Regions from separate parts of the Ovis aries genome. Here region 2 is linked to region 1. Evidence: chromatin contacts called from public Hi-C data. All regions are on one chromosome and are shown on one strand. Each heading gives the region's core, a stretch centred on a gene start, on an enhancer-like site or on the middle of the called end of the contact. The rest is flanking DNA. Distances are from core to core; before and after follow the strand shown. Region 1 overlaps RALYL (RALY RNA binding protein like). Region 2 holds the start of RALYL (RALY RNA binding protein like).

Region 1 (4,384 bases), core at 1,366-3,865:
TAACTGTCTGGTGAGCCATAATACGTTTCTTCTGTAGATACTTTTACTTCCTGTCTCTGTCCTATTCCCACTATTCCTCAAGGTTCCATTCTCCCCCCCCCCCCCCCGCCACCCCGCCGCAGGTTTACTGAGCTATAAATGATACATAACCTTAAGTTTAAAATGTATGATTTTATACATTTATACATTGCAAAATGATTATATGACCTCACATAATTATCATTTCTTCTTTGTGATGAAAATGTTTATGGTTGACTCTCTTACCAACTTGTAAGTATAAAATACAGCATTATTAATTATATTCTTCACACTATCCATTAGATCTCAAGAATTTATCTTGTAACTGAAAGTTTGTACCCTTTGACCAGCAAGGCCCCATTTCCCGCAGCTCGTGGCAGCCACAACCACTCCACTCTGTTACCATGAGCTTTGCTTTCTAAGATTCCACATACATGTAACATCACACAGCGTTTGTCTTTCTCTGTCTGACCTGTTTCGTGTAGCATAATGCTCTTGAGATCCATCAGTGCCGCTGCAAATTAAGGAGTCCCTCGTTTCTCATTTCATATAGATATGTGCCGTATTTTCATATGCCAATTTCATGTTTTCGTATGTGCCAGTAAGGCATGTATATAGGCCATATTTTCTTTGTCCACGTATCCATTGGTGGGCACGAGGTTATTTTCCATATCTTGACTATTGTGTCTGATGTTGCAAGAATCATGGAATAACGACTCTCTCTTCAATGCAGTGATTTCATTTCTTCTGGATATGTAACTGGAAATGGGTTTGCTGGATCATAAGTTACTTCCATTTCTTAATATCCTAGAGAATGCCTTACTTTTTCCATAATGGCTGTGCCCCTTACATTCTCACCAGCAGTTCACAGAGGCTCTCTCTCACCACATTCTCACCAGTACGCACCGTCTCTCGTCTTTTGGACTACAGCTATTCTGACAGGTGTGAGGTGATATCTCACTATGGTTTTCATTTGCATTTCTCTGATGATTAAAGATGAGCATTTTTTCATATACTTGTTGGCCTTTTCTGTGTCTTCTTTGGAGAAACAAAAGTCTAGCTCCTCTAATATTGATTGGGTTGGTTCTATTTTTGCTATTGAGTTCCAGTGTTCCTTATATAGTCTGTGTATTAACCCTTTATCAGATATATGATTTTCACATATAGTCTCCCATTCTGCGGGTTGCTTTTTCATTTTGTTGATTTTTTTATTGTGCAAAAGCGTGTTAGTGTGACATGGTTCCACTTAAGAACGTTTGCTTTTGTTCTTGTGTTTTGGGTGTCGTACCCAAAAACTTGTTCCTGAGACTATTGTTAAGGAGCTTTCTCCCTATATCTTCTTCAAAGGGGTTTATGGTTTCAAGTCTAATGTTTAAGACTTTAATACATTTCGAGTTACTTTCGTGAGTAGTGTAAAAAAGGAGCCCAATTTCATTCTTCTGTATTATGTGATTATCCAATGTTCTGAACACCATATGCTATAGGGATTTCCAAATTTTCCCATATGTTTGGGAAGTATTGAGCCATTATTTCTTTAAATAAGCTTTCTGCCTCCTTCCCCCACTCTTCTCCTTCTGGGAACTCCAGTAATTTGCAGATTGGTTCTTTTGAAGGCATCCCCTAGACGGCATAGACTTTCTTCACTCTTTTTAATTCTTTTCTTTTTTCTCCTCTGTGTAATTTAAAAGGGCGTGTCTTCTAATCCACAAGTTTTGTTCTGTTCTTTTCATACGCTGATGCTCTCTACTTTATTTTTACTTCATTCATTGTATTCTTCTGCTCCAGAGTGTCTTTATCATTTTCTTATAATTTCGATCTCTGCTAGCATTCTCATTTTGTTCAGGTATCACTTTTCTAGTCTCATTAAGTTGCTTTTCAGTGTTGTCTTGTTGCTCAGTGGGTTTCCTTAAAAAACGATTATCTTGAATTCTTTGTCAGGGGGATCTAAGACTCCGTGTGTTTGGGATAGGTTACCAAAAAATTATTGTGACTTTTTTTTTTTTTTTTTTTTTTTTTGCGGATGTCATAGTTTCTTGATTTTGTTACGGTCTTTGAAGTTTTGCACTGCCGTCTTTCTTAGGAGGTCCTTCCTGCCCGTGGAGAGGCATGCCTTCTCGCAGCCCGCTGAGCTGCCTGCGGCTTTCCCTGACCTCCTGCGGCGGCGCTCCCTCGGTGGCCTTGCTCCTTCCCGTGGCGGAGTTCCTAAGCTGCGGTGTCTTTTCTGCATCCTGACGTGCTCCGGGCTGGGGGAGAGCAGCCATCCTTCCGTTTCTCTGAAAGGCGGCACTCCCGCGCCAGTGTGTGCTCACTCGCCGTGTGCCAAGGCTCTCTCCTGCCCCACTGGGGGAGTGTCCGGGGAGCTGGCGCCTGGCTGCGGGCGGGCACCAGTGAGACGTGCCCGGGGGCGCCCGGCCGGCGGTGGGGCTCTGCGGTCCCGGTGCCCCCAGGGGCACCCAGGTGGGGCTGCTGGTGGCGCCTGCGGCTCGGTCGGCGGCGTCCCCGCCCCGCAGGCCCGCGGAGGCTCTGCCAGCCCCTCCCCGGCCTTCGGGCCCGCCCGCGGCTGCGGACCTCCCCCGGGAGGAGGCGGGCGGGGACAGCCGCTGGGGCAGCGCCGCCGGCGGCCGCGGGGCGGGCCGAGCGCTGAGCCGGGTCCCCAGCCGGCCGCCTGGGCGGTGCGCGGCGAGGGCAGCGCGCCGCGGGCACAGCCGAGCTGCTCCCCTCACCCTCCCCGGGGCATCTAAGCTGCCTTTGGGGGCCCCGTGGGGCGCTGGGGCTCCTCGGGAACGGGCACTTCCGCGAGGCGCTCTCGCCGGGGCGCTGGGCGGACAGGCTGAGCCTCCAGATGCCGCCCGGAGGGGCCGGCAGGGGCCGCCAGCAGCGGGGTTTGTGTGCTCAGCGCCCGAGCTGGCACCTGGGCTGGGAGACTCATCCTGGGCCCCTGGGCACTTGTTGCTGTATCTCACCGCCAGCCCAGGCACTGTGCGGACGGATGTTACTGCTGTTAGGGCAGGCCGGCGGGGCGGGGGAGGGGGGACAAAAAGAATGGATGTTTGATCAGCCGAAGCTGGTGTCACTCCCGCCCGCGTTCCCCCTAATATCCTCGCCACAGACGCTCTCCGTGAGTTCATCCACCCCCGACTGTCTGCCGAGTAGCCGTGCGCCCTCGCCGTTAAAGCACCCTGCTCCTGACATCAAATGCATCAGACTCTCCAGTCCAGATCCTAGACCTTTCACCTGCACTCCAGACCAAAACACATCCAAAAGCACTCTAAGCTCAAACCACTCAATACCTACTTCTCATCTTCACGCACAAATTCTGTTCTGTTATCGTCTCGGTTGTCCACGTCAGGAGCCTAGAAGTCCTTTTAGATTTCTCTGCATTCTCTTTTCATTTCTAGTCATGCACCAGCCTCGGTCCGTTTGTGATAACCCATGAATCTAGTCAGGCCACCCTTAGAGCTGCTCACTCAGCCTACACGCTTGCAGCGTTCATCACCTGAATTCCTGCAGCAGGCCCCTGATAGATCTCCCTGGATTAAGCCTGTCCTGACTTCAATCAGTTCCCTGGCGTTTACTCCCAAGGAATTTTCTATACTAAAACACGCATTGGTTCCATGTGTTCACTAAGATCCTTCCAGGAGTTTCCAGAGCTTTTAGGATTTAGTGCATGCTTTCAGCGTGGCACTTCCTGCCCTTTGCTTGGTTATGTGACCTGTTCCCTAGCTGTCCTGCCCCTGTACTCACCTCCGTTTATCCGCTAAAGAAGCAGTTATTGAGCACGTGATGTGTGTGAGAACCAGGCTAACGGCTGGAGTTGAAGACTTCTCCTGACCTTCACTGTGCTCACAGTTGAGTCAGGGAAGCAGACAGTTTTAAAAGTCAGTGACAGGAGATCAACTTGTGATGAGTAAAATAAAATAGAATTATATCATTGAAAACAATGATGGGGACAATAATTTATAATGAATGATCTGAAAAGGTCACACTGAAAAGACAGCCTTGAAGTTAAGACTTAGGATAAGAAGGACTCAGCCACATGAAGTGTTGAAAGTAATGATATCCTAAGCATGAGGATCGGGAATTATTAAATGTCTCAAAAAGGTAGAGGCTGGAACACTCTATAAATTGGCATAAGGCCTATGATGGAGAATAAGCAATGAGAAAGATATTGAAACTTTGTCTCAGTTCAGTTCAGTCGTAAAGTCGTATCCGATTCCTTGGGACCCCATGAATCGCAGCATGCCAGGCCTCCCTGTCCATCACCAACTCCCGGAGTTTACTCATGTCCATCAAGTTGGAGATGCCATCCAGCCATTTCATCCTCTGGGGTCCCCTTCTCCTCCTGCCCCCAATCCCTCCCAGCATC
Region 2 (4,384 bases), core at 1,167-3,666, 470 kb before region 1:
TAGTTCCCTTGGTCTAATTTTATTTTTGATGATGCAACTTAAAAAAAAAGAAAATGACATGCTGGAAATAAATGGAATATTTTGAGCACCTTACTGAAATTACATAAGTAAATGGAAAAAAGCAGAGAGGATATTGATGTCTTGCTTTTTCTTCAGCAGAACTGCATTTAACATAAAGGGGAGTCATTTTATTGAATAATAAAAGTCTGACAATCACTGTGATTGGCTGACGGCCATTACTGCAGTGTAATTCTAAACAGCTTGTTTTTCAAAGTTCTTCTTGAATAACTTTTTAAAACCTAGACACTGCCTAACCTAGTTTAAGGGTTCAAAACTCATTTTTAAAGTGGAGTTTCTCACATCTGAACACTGAAAAACGTGTATTAAAAGAATATTTTCTTAGTAAATTATTAGAATCAGGTATTTTTTGAAATGGGAGGAAAATTTTGGAAAATTTAGCAACCTAAGGGCTTAATGGCAGAAAAGAACTAATTCATGACTCAGAGAAGAAAAAGCCCACATTTGGAGAGATCTTTTTTTTTTTTTTTTTTTTAAAGAAGCCCAGTGTATTTTGCACATGAAAAGCACAGTGTTTGTTCTATACGATCCAGCTTAAAATCCTGCCATTTCTGAATATAACTTAACAGGGCTTCCAAAACTACCAGGTCCATTTTGAAGGATTCATCCTTCTCAGTCAGTATTTCTAATCAGCAACTCTCACTTTAAAGTAGGGATAATAAGTCGGGGTGGAGTTGGCAACTCATCAAAATAAATATTTAATGATATCTTAATGGTTATTTTGTTTCTTTTTTTGAAATTGTGGATTCACACTTCATTTGGCCCATGAATTCTGAACCAGAATGCTTGAGGAATATTTTTTGCTGCTGAAGCTCTCTGTCCTAGATGTGTACTTAATTTTCAGAACTGTCCAGGTTAGATTATCTCCGATGGAGGCGTTTTATCTGAACCGTCAACACTGGAAGCACCGAGATACAGATCAGGGGCAGCAGTCTGTAAACTGCAGAAGTGTGTTAATTGCTCCTTCTCAAACAGAGTGGTGCCGATTAACGCCACACAACCCAGATCCAAAGCAACACGGGGGAACGGTCCTGATATTACTAGTGCACAAATATGAAGGAAAAAAAAAAAAAAGATATCTTCCCGTGCCCAGAAAACTGATTCTTGAACAGGCAGCAAAAGCAGATGCTCAGTGCATCCAGCGATTGGCCGATGGGATCTTTGTTCAGGCGACAGGCTTCCTAAAGCCAGGAGCAGGTGGAGAAATCCCCGCGTCGCCCTCACCTTCACGATCCACGGCTCGGCCACCTGGGCTCCGGCGGGGTGCGCCGCCACCTCCAGGTCCTCTCTCCGCCGAGACACTCCCCCCCCCTTCCCGGGGACCCGTGACCCGGGCTCTCCGCTCTCCCCCGCGCCGCCCCTGGGACTTCCAGCTCCGGCCCGCAACTTGGGCAGGAGTCGGGCCGGGGCCTCTGCCTCCTGGCAGGACCTCTGCCTCCGGGCAGGACCTCCCCCGGGCGCCGGGAGGCGCGCGCGCGCGCTACGAGGCCGACCATGCCCGGTGCCCGAGCTAACAGACGATCAGGACCCCCGCCCGCGGGAAGAAACCCGGGGCCCGGCTGCCTATCGCGGAGATTTCGTTTTCTCTTTCCAACTGTCGGCTTGCCGGGTCGGAGAGATGCCCTGCGCGCTGCTGGCAGTCAAGGCCCCTGACAACGCCCCCCGGTAGCGCGCCGAGCCAGGCTCCCCGAGATCCGCGAGGGGGGCGCGCAGATCCGGGGGGCGGGTGGGGAACCGCAGAGGCGAGGGCCGCTGGGGAGGGATCGGGCGAGAAGTCGCGGGGTGCGGGGGGACGCGCAGTGGGTGCGTTCGATCGCGCGTTCACAGTGAAACTTCTGGAGAGAGAGGGTTGGCATCTGTCCGCAGGTGACCACCGTGGCGTGGAAAACAAGAGGCGAACAGGGGGAAGTGGCGAGCGACAACAAGTTGGAGGTGGGCGGCAAGTTGTGGCTTCCTCCGAGGCGTGCGATCGGCGACCCCCAGCTGCTCCAGGGCGCGCGCTCCCCCCCGTGGGCGGCGGTGCCCGGGCCTCGCTAGCCGCCTCCGGCCCCGCGCGGCGCCCCCTCTCGCCCGCCCTGCGTGTGCGTGTGCGTGTGCCCAGCGCCCGCGTGAGCGGCACCTGCTCGTCCGGGCTCACAGCGGAGCCGCCTCGCCGGGAGCTGCCGCTCGCGGGCGCCGGGCTCCGCGCTCCCAGCCGCCACCGCCGCCGCCGCCGGAGTGGGGCTCGGCGGGCCCCCCCACTTGGCAGCCCGGGTCCCCCCCGGCCGTGCCTGCGAGTCAGCCCGGCTCCGAGTCACGTGTCAGTGCCCGAGGCAGAGACAGAGAAACACGCGCTTCAGTCCTTCTTCCACCGCCATACTGTATTTTATCCTAAATCTCATTTTTATTCCAACATTTTACTCCCGCTCGGTGAGTACCTTCTCAGTGGCATTCTTGTCCTCTTCTTCTTTTTTATTTTTATTTTTGTCCCCCCTTTGTTTTTGTTTTTTTGTTTTTTTTTTTTCTTCTTTTTTTTTTTCTCCACTTCTTTGATTATTGTTTGCATTTGGGAAAGCTGGAGGAGCATGGTTTTGAGCCTTTTCCTGAATCCAAGTTTTTCTAGCATGCGACGGTTCTGTAGACGAGGCGCTGCGTCTGGGAGTCCGCGGCGACCGTGCCCGCGAGGAGCGACTCCCAAGTCCAGCAAAATGTGCAACTGGTTCGAAGGAAAAAGAGATGTGAAGTATGGTGCCTATTTTTCCCCCCTTTGTAAAAATAAAAAATCATGTTTCTCTTTTTTTTTTTTTGCATACTCTTTTTCTGATAAGATTTTTGTATAGGTGGGATCTTGCGGCAGTGTTCACAAGTTTGTGGTTTTGCTATACGAATACAAACCACTGAGCAAAGACATGAATTTTCTTAATATTTTTTGCGTGTGTGTGTGTGCTCTTTTTTGGAAGCCGGGGAGAACAAATTCGTTTTTGTTTTTGTTTTTTTTTCCCCTACTTGTTTTTGATACCCATTGATAACATGAAACTTTTCTTGCAGCTTGTTCCTGGGATTATTTTTAAGCAAATACTTTTTTTTTTCTCCTTTAAATTAAGTGTGACTTTTGCACATCTTCCTTTTTTTTAAAAAAAAACAAAAACCCAAGATCATTTTATGAAAGATATCCTGATATCTATATCTATATTATCCCTTCTTCCTCCCTCTTTCCTCCCTGTAAATCTATTTTCAAATGATGGCAGTGGAAGGTTTTTCTGGAAAAAAAAAAAATGAAGTGCGGTTTGGTTTCCTTGTCAACGGAAGATGAAGTGAACAGCTGAGCAGCTCGCACAGAGCAGGTACTTGGTCCCTTCGGAGGCGTTTCCCGGGTTTGCAATGGCAACTCTGGTCCTGGCAAAGGAACGTGTGTGTGTGTGTGTGCGTGTGTGTGTGTGTGTGTGTGTGCGTGCGCTCGTGTGTGCGCGCTCGCGGCCCCGGGCAGCGTCCGAGCCCGCGGCGGGGAAGCCGCGCCGGGAGCCGGGGGAAGCCCGGGTCCGTGCCCGGCCTGGGCTGCTTCTGAATGAGCGTGAAACGCCGCCCCTCGGTCGGCGGGAGGCGTCTGCGCCCCGGGCGGCGCCGCGCGGCCGGGTAAGTTCTCTGAGGGCCACTTGCGGAGCCGGAGGGGCGCGGGGCGCGGGCGCGGGCCGGGCCGGGGGCGCCCGGGAGACCGCGGGCAGCAGCGGCCGGGCCGCGTCCTCCGGAGGCGCCGGCTTCTGGCCGAGGGCCCGCGCCCCGACCTCCCCAGATCCCGGGGGCGGCTCCCGATGGCGCGGCGCCCGCTGCTCCTCTGCCCTGAGTCAACAACGCGCTCGGTTTCCCCCTGCCTTTCTGCCGGTTTGCTTTCCTCCGCGGCGGTGTCTTTGGCGCTCTTCTTTCCCCGTGGTGTTTGTTGCTCTGGGTTTAAGTGCCTGGCGTCTTCCAAGGTGGAGGAGATCGCTGCTTCCCGTGATGGGCAGTTGGGTTTCGTGTTGTGGATGAAAGCGCCAGTTTGCATGAATGAGGCTACACCCATAGGACGGAGTGTTAAAGGGACAATGTATTGTCTCTCTTTTTAACCACCTGATGGTGGTCGCAACGGGTTTCCCCTGAGAGCCTGGCACAGGGCAGGGCTTGGGATTTGTGGTGGTGGTGATAGGTTCCGTTGTGTTGGTGGCGTTGCACAGAACTCAGTGTCGAGTGTGTTCTCTGGAGTTTATATTTTATGGTCGTCGTGTTCGGTTCCAGGGGAGATGTACCACGGTTGCTAATAGAAAGCTTTCTCTGTACTTAACACAGCGACAGA

The links. A called contact is a pair of places that touch in the nucleus more often than the background predicts.
Region 2: a Hi-C map of hypothalamus shows a contact between it and region 1, with 5 times the contacts expected there. The contact joins the promoter of RALYL here to the enhancer-like site in region 1. A contact is called at or near these places in 2 of 16 Hi-C or Micro-C datasets (hypothalamus and skin fibroblasts).

What each region holds. Positions count from the first base shown.
Region 1 is chr9:90,982,397-90,986,780 of ARS-UI_Ramb_v3.0, reverse strand. All of the region lies in intron 3 of RALYL (RALY RNA binding protein like), which reads left to right. Among named protein-coding and RNA genes, the nearest start is that of TRNAS-GGA, 460 kb to the left of the region's middle. Within about 2 kb of position 2,615, at least 11 of the 54 cell types and tissues checked have an H3K27ac peak or open chromatin away from gene starts, as enhancers often do. A contact at or near this core is called in hypothalamus, where this site is marked.
Region 2 is chr9:91,452,256-91,456,639 of ARS-UI_Ramb_v3.0, reverse strand. It overlaps RALYL (RALY RNA binding protein like), which reads left to right and starts at 2,416. Exons shown (of 10, transcript XM_060393531.1): 1 at 2,416-2,487; 2 at 3,306-3,401.